Regions from separate parts of the Mus musculus genome. Here region 1 is linked to region 2. A link is a contact called in public HiChIP or PLAC-seq data. All regions are on one chromosome and are shown on one strand. Each heading gives the region's core, a stretch centred on a gene start, on an enhancer-like site or on the middle of the called end of the contact. The rest is flanking DNA. Distances are from core to core; before and after follow the strand shown. Region 1 has its middle 17 kb from the start of I0C0044D17Rik. Region 2 holds the start of L1td1 (LINE-1 type transposase domain containing 1).

Region 1 (3,300 bases), core at 560-3,059, 110 kb after region 2:
AAGAAGCCAATGATGCTAAGGAGTAGCCACACTAGTATATTTATTACAGTGACCGTAACAGTTAACTGGGGGCTCCCATGAACACCAACTACATTCCCTCTACTTACCGCTTACTGGCTTGCTTCCCCTAGCTTACTCAGTCTGCTTCCTTATAGAACCCAGACCGCCAGCCCAGGGATAGCACCACCCACCAGGGGCTGTACAACTTCTTCCCCATTGATCACTAATTGAGAAAATGCCTTACAGCTGGATCTCATGGAGGCATTTCCTCAACTGAGGCTCCTTTCTCTCTGATGACTCTAGCTTGTGCCAAACTGACACACAAATTTAGCCAGTGCATGAGTTCTTTTGAAATCGCCTGGTTCTGTTTCCTGCATTTAAAATAATAAACATTAACACATTCTGGGAAAGGTCTATAGATCTGCCCAGGCTATCAAAGTACCTAGCACAAAAGTATGTAAGAACCTTACACTGAGTTGATAACTCATCCGCTAATCCTACAATTTGAGAGGCAGAGGCTCGATGAATTCCAAGACAGTCTGGGCTATAAAGTCAGATCCTGTGTTAAGAATGATTAAGCCGGGCTGGAGAGATGGCTCAGTGGTTAAGAGCACTGACTGCTCTTCCAGAGGTCCTGAGTTCAAATCCTAGCAACCACATGGTGGCTCACAGCCATCTGTAATGAGATCTGACGCCCTCTTCTGGTAGGTCTGAAGACAGCTACAGTGTACTTACATATAATAAATACATAAATCTTTAAAACGTGGGTGGGAAAGAATAATAATTAAGCCAAGTGTGATGGTGCATTTAAAGACCATAAATGCTAACTATCAGTCATCAATTCAGTCATCAATGGGAGGAGAGGCCCTTGATCCTGTGACGGGGAATGCCAGGGCCAGGAAGAAGGAATGGGTGGGTTGGTGAGCAGGAGAAGCAGGGGAGGCGATAGGGGGTTTCCGAAAGGAGGGGAAACCAGGAAAGGGGATAACATTTGAAATGTAAATAAAGAAAATATCTAATAAAAAAGTCGGTAAAATAAATAAATGTTAACTATATTTCAAGTTCTCTACAATGTAACATGGTTTGAAAATGCTGTGATTTCTCACATACTGCCAAAGATGATGGAGATGGCTAATTAATTTTGTGGGAGATGTCTGGGCTGAAGAGATGGCTCAGTTATTCAAGACTAGGCTCACAACCAAAAGTATAAGAAAATGAAGGTATCCAAAGTGTCTTCTCATTCATTCATTCATTCATTTATTCATTCATGTATTTATTGAGAACCTACTATCTGCCTGGCATTGCAAAGGCAGGAAAGGCAGCTTTGGCCTTCATTGATTTTTTTCATCCTTGCTTTGAGAATGATGACAGATCAATTGTCACCATTGGCAATAGTCACTTCCAATAAAGTCACTGCAAGCACTGACTTGCAAAGGCTGCAAGTGTCTCCTGGGGGAAACCAAGATTAGTGTCCCTGTCACAATGTTTTCATCAAGTGACAAACACACAACACTGCCTTGTGTGTTTCAGATAAAAGATACCTCCTTCAACGTACCTCGTTTTGTTAGCAGTGAACTGAAAGAGCGCTAAGGTCTGAACAAAGCCGGCCCAACACTCACTCACTTTCTAGAAGGTACTTATGGTGTCCCTACACTTCAGCACAGTGCTTCAGCCCAACCCTCTGGCGGCTTCAATAGGGGAATCAACGACAAAAAACACAAAGAGGCAAAACCCTCAGCTCCAGACACTTCACAGAAGGGCACAGCTCCACACAATGGAAGCTAAACCAACTGGCAGAGCTGCACACCTCCACACAATGGGAGCTAAACCAAGAGGCAGAGCCGAGCTTGACCTCTGCTGAGAGGGTCTGCATCCACTGACTCCCACTCTTTGCCGTGAGGTGTATCCAATCGACCTCAGTCAGAGTGCTGCAATGATTTGTTTTCCGGCTGTAAATACACTTTAGAGAGTAGGTTAATTCATAAAGCCCATGCACAATGTGGGCTGAGCAGGGCTTTAGAGCATCGTAGGATGGTGCTCAGCGGGATGGAGAAAAGCACAGAGTACCGGTGCTGTGGGTCCCCGCGTGGCTTGCATTATGAAGGACAAAGCAAACAGGGTTCATTTGGAACTTGGGTTTTGGTGGAAAAGAGAGAGGGGCAGAGGCTTTTGTCGTAAGTGGCTGTGCACCTGGTGTACTATTTCTGGAGACAGAAGAATCCTTAGTAAGCACCAGGTTTGTACCATAGGCACTGAAACTTCAAAATGGAACATACCAACCTGTTCTACCCAGAGCTGCCCTTTCAAGGTCCTAGGGTCTTTCGTTAAACTGGCTGGCCTTAGGGCAGAAAAAGAACTGCTTTGACCTCAAAATGGTCCATAATGACCTAAGGTGGGCAAGACTTTCTGGTAATTGTGGGATACTCCCCTTCTTCCATAGGATTTCCATTGCCTGAGTTGCTTCTAAAAATACTGCCTGCTACTGGGATGCCTGCATGTGTTAATTTAGACCACCCCTGAGATGGCAGAGGATGATTGACAGCCATGCTGTGACTCTACACAAAAGAAAAAGTCATCACAGACCACATGAAGCTCAAGAAGAAGGAAGGCCAGCCGGGCGTGGTGGCGCACGCTTTTAATCCCAGCACTTGGGAGGCAGAGGCAGGCGAATTTCTGAGTTCGAGGCCAGCCTGGTCTACAAAGTGAGCTCCAGGACAGCCAGGGCTACACAGAGAAACCCTGTCTCGAAAAGAAGTGCATGCTGTGTCTTCTGAGAGGCTCTGCCAGTGCCTGACAAATACAGAGGTGGATGCTCCAAGCCAACCACTCGACCCAGGGTCCTCAATGGAGGAGTTAGAGAAAGGACTGAAGGACCTGAAGGACCGTTTGCAACCCTGTAGGAAGAACAACAACAAAGTGAGTCCTGGAACTCACTTTGTAGACCAGGCTGGCCTTGAACTCAGAAATCTGCCTGTCTCTGCCTCCCAAGTGCTGGGATTAAAGGCGTGCACCACCTCCGCCCGGCAGTTTGGTTTCTTAAAAACAAACAAACAAACAAACAAAAAAACCAAATATTCTAAGAATGTGTTTTCGTTTTTATCCCAGGTGTGGGATATGGAACTGCTTCAGATTAACAACAGCTGACTATGATTTGTCTTGTGCTCTAGCAGGGACATAATTTTGCCAGTTGCAAATAGTTTCTGTGATTGTGCGTAAATGGAATTCTCGGGACATTTCTGAGGGTATATAAATATATAGAGCCCTGAGAGGCAGGGGGGGAGTTGGTGGTGGTGGTCACTG
Region 2 (3,407 bases), core at 720-3,219:
TTACCCTCGGACCCATCTCTCCAGCCCCAAATTTATTTATTATTATACATAAGTACACATAAGTACACTGTAGCTGTCTTCAGATGCACCAGAAGAGGGCATCAGATCTCATTACAGGGAGTAGTGAGCCACCATGTAGTTGCTGGGATTTAAACTCAGGACCTTTGGAAGAGCAGTCAGTGCTCTTGCCTGTTGAGCCATCCCACCAGGCCTCAGCACCAACCTTCTTTTTTTGTTTGTTTGTTTTGTTTTGTTTTGAAGACAGGGTTTCTCTGTGTAGGGTTTCTCTGGCTGTCCTGGAACTCACTCTGTAGACCAGGCTGGCCTCGAACTCAGAAATCCACCTGCCTCTGCCTCCCAAGTGCTGGGATTAAAGGCGTGCAACACCACTGTCTGGCTAGCACCAACCTTCTTAATCCTGCAGAAAACATGGCACACATTTAGCAGGACCATCTGGTCTGCCGTAGCAGGAGGGGTAGACTCCCTTATTTCTTCATTTGACAAGAGGCTGTAGCACATGCCAGTCATAATCCTGGGTACCCGTGAAGTGAAGGAAGCTGTGAGTGAGAAAGAAAGTCCTGCCCGTTTGGAATTACGTTCCAGGAGGAAGTGGGGAATGGGAAGACATGAAAAGGGAATGCAGCAATTGAACACATTTGGCTCCTGATCATTGGGAATTAGGAACCGGGTGAATGAAACAAAGCCTAGGGTGCAGCCTCAATCCCAGCTCGTGGTTGGCTAAAACGGCCTGGAGTCTGAGGTCAATCTCAGCTACACAGGAAGTGTAAGGAGAGCTTGGGCTGAGTAGCAAGGCATTATCTCCACTAGGTGGGGGTAAGGAGGACAGAGGACTATCAAAGAGCTTTGTGGTTGGAGACAGTGTGTCTTCTTTAGGACAGTTAAAAGTTCACTTATGGGCTGGAGAGATGACTCAGCGGTTAAGAGCACTGCCTGCTCTTCCAGAGTTTCTAAGTTCAAATCCCAGCAACCACATGGTGGCTCACAAAAATCTGTAATGAGATCAGATGCCCTCTTCTGGTGTGTGTCTGAACACAGCTATGGTGTACTTGAAAGAAAGAAAGAAAGAAAGAAAGAAAGAAAGAAAGAAAGAAAGAAAGAAAGAAAGAAAGAAAGAAAGAAAGAAAGAAAGATAGTTCACTTACACGAACTTTAAATGAGGCCACTTAAAGATCTTTGGTTTTGTTTTTAAAGAGAAGTCTCACTACAATGCCCAAAGGAACCCCAGTTGCTATGCACAAAGGGGTACTCCTGCCTTCAGGGTAGCTGGAGGTCTATAGGTGCTGCCACCATCCCCGGAGGAGTTAATCTTTGACCTGAGACCTAGGGATGGAACAAAGTCAGCTTTGAAAGAAGTGCGAAAGTACGGATTGGTGGTGCAATTCAGTTGGAAAACCTTGCAAACACAAGGTTTGTCCCTAGCACAATCCCCTCGCCCCTCCTCGAGCCCGCCCCCCCCCCCCAACTCGGCTCACTCCACTATCTAGGGAGGTGGAGGCCAAAAGATAAGGAGTTTGGAGTTAGCTACATGTAGAATTACAAGTTGAGAAGATTTTTCTCAAAACAAGACCTGGGAAAAGAAGTTACATAGAGAAAGCTAGTGCAAAGGCCCTGGAGAGTGAGAAAGGTTCTGAGAGGTGTCGGAAGGTCGGCTACATCATCAACTGGCTTCAAGAAAGGCGTGACACCGAGGTTCTGTCCCTGAAGTCAGGACAGGGGTGCTGGCTAGCGTGAGGCCAGAGAGCAGCGTTTGGGCGATTTTTATTTTATTTCATTTTTTGATTTGCGCCCTAACTGGCTCCTAGCGAGTATGGCTTCTGGGCGTGGGCCACCACGCCTTGCGGGCTCAGGCCCCCACTGAGTTTTGGGAGGGGGCTAAGGAAGCGGGTGGCGAGGGGGTTGGGCCTAGAAACCTGCAAACTTCGCCTAGGGAAGGGAGGAGTCTGCATGAGACCCAGCGAGTCTCTCCTGCGGTCAGACGCCCAGCCCTGCTTTTGTCAGCGTGTGTGACCTCAGGGCTGCACCTCGTGGCTCTCAGGTAAGGCTGCTCAGGGTTAAGCCCCAGATGTCCCCGTGTTTCTCACCCTGCTCTGCCTGGCCGGCCCTGGGGTGGGCAGTGAGAATTGCTCCTGCACCCGGAGAGTGCCGTGACAGTGGGGGACAATGAGACAGCGGGGCGGCAGCTGCGCGAAGGCGGAGGTGAGCTAGAGCGGCTGCTAAGAGCCTGGGGGACCCCGGCTTTCAGCCCCTTCCCAGCCTCCACCCTCAAACGCTTTCCTCTGTCTTTGACTGGGAAGGAGTTTCCATCAGTTTCTTAACAAAGTTTGCTAGAAAACCGGGCATTAAAGGTGTCTGTTGAATCCTGACACACAGGGCAGAAGCCACCGTCCTCGGGCCCTCTCTTTGCCACCTTGAATTTGGATCCGGGGTGTTCGATCCCTTTTTGCCGCCTTCTCCTTACGCCCACCCCAGTGTCCTTGTTGATAACTTGCAGATACTATTTAAGCACATTTGAGAACGTTTACTGGTCATAGGCGTGTGGGTTTCTACGTAAGTCATAACTTGACTTCTGGGCTACGCACTTAATTCCAGGCGCTGTGAAACGCGTGGACAGACCAATCCCGACCTGAGGAGAGCTGGTTCCTTCCTGGGGAAGGCGCAGATTTGGGTAAGCTGCAGAGTGTGCTCGCAGGGCACGGAGAAGGTCCCTCTGGAATGTGACAAGTGTCTTGGATTGAAGTGAGAGTGGGTGTTGCGTGTAATTTAGGGAGGGTTCTTAACCTAGTGTCGGGATGTTTGAGAGCGTTGACCCCCCCCCCCCTAGAATCGTTTAAATCCCCGAGTTTGAAGCATAAAATGAGTCGGGCCTTGAACCTAGTGCTAGGAGACCGAGGTAGGTGCATCACTTGAGTTCGATGCCAGCCTGTACTACATACTGAAGTCCAGGACAGCAAGGGCCATATAGAGACCCCGACTCAAGTAGACAGGTAAATAAAAAAATAAGCACAAACATAGGTCCTTTGAGGTCTGAGGCAAAAAGGCACCATTGAATGCTCTCTTGAACTGTTTTAGTGAAACCCTGTCTCAAAACGTTGAACAAGTATGTGAGCTTTTTTTTCTCTTCCCATCCAATATCCTATATAGTCTGATGCTTATCCCTAAGCTTTCTGGTAAGGTGCATAACTGAGCCAACTGCTGAGACCACATTCCACCGCAGCTTGATTTGCATTTTAAATAGTTTAGTGGCGGGGTGCTTCCTCGTCGTCTCTACCTTTGGAAACAGCGGATATTTTAGCAGTGCGCCACCAACTCACGCCTGGGGGGTGGGGGTGGGGGGAAGGACGTGACTTCCTGACTCTGGGAGAAGGAGGAGTGCCTTCTTGGATTTG

Evidence for each region. HiChIP or PLAC-seq counts read pairs in DNA pulled down with a chosen protein or histone mark.
Region 1: an H3K27ac HiChIP or PLAC-seq map of embryonic stem cells shows a contact between it and region 2, with 15 read pairs. The contact joins the enhancer-like site here to the promoter of L1td1 in region 2. A contact is called at or near these places in 7 of 39 promoter capture datasets (cranial neural crest, embryonic stem cells, hippocampal neurons and 2 more), 2 of 15 datasets of contacts at CTCF or cohesin (both in embryonic stem cells), 21 of 484 Hi-C or Micro-C datasets (8-cell embryo, embryonic stem cells, extraembryonic ectoderm and 3 more), 19 of 115 datasets of contacts at active chromatin or transcription factors (differentiating embryonic stem cells, embryonic stem cells, epiblast stem cells and 3 more) and 2 of 9 other capture datasets (adipose tissue and pancreatic islet).

Annotation. Positions count from the first base shown.
Region 1 is chr4:98,838,917-98,842,216 of GRCm38.p6, forward strand. No RefSeq gene overlaps it. Among named protein-coding and RNA genes, the nearest start is that of I0C0044D17Rik, 17 kb to the left of the region's middle. Within about 2 kb of position 1,810, at least 15 of the 459 cell types and tissues checked have an H3K27ac peak or open chromatin away from gene starts, as enhancers often do. A contact at or near this core is called in 8-cell embryo and embryonic stem cells, where this site is marked.
Region 2 is chr4:98,724,785-98,728,191 of GRCm38.p6, forward strand. It overlaps L1td1 (LINE-1 type transposase domain containing 1), which reads left to right and starts at 1,970. Exons shown (of 5, transcript NM_001081202.1): 1 at 1,970-2,056; 2 at 2,611-2,686.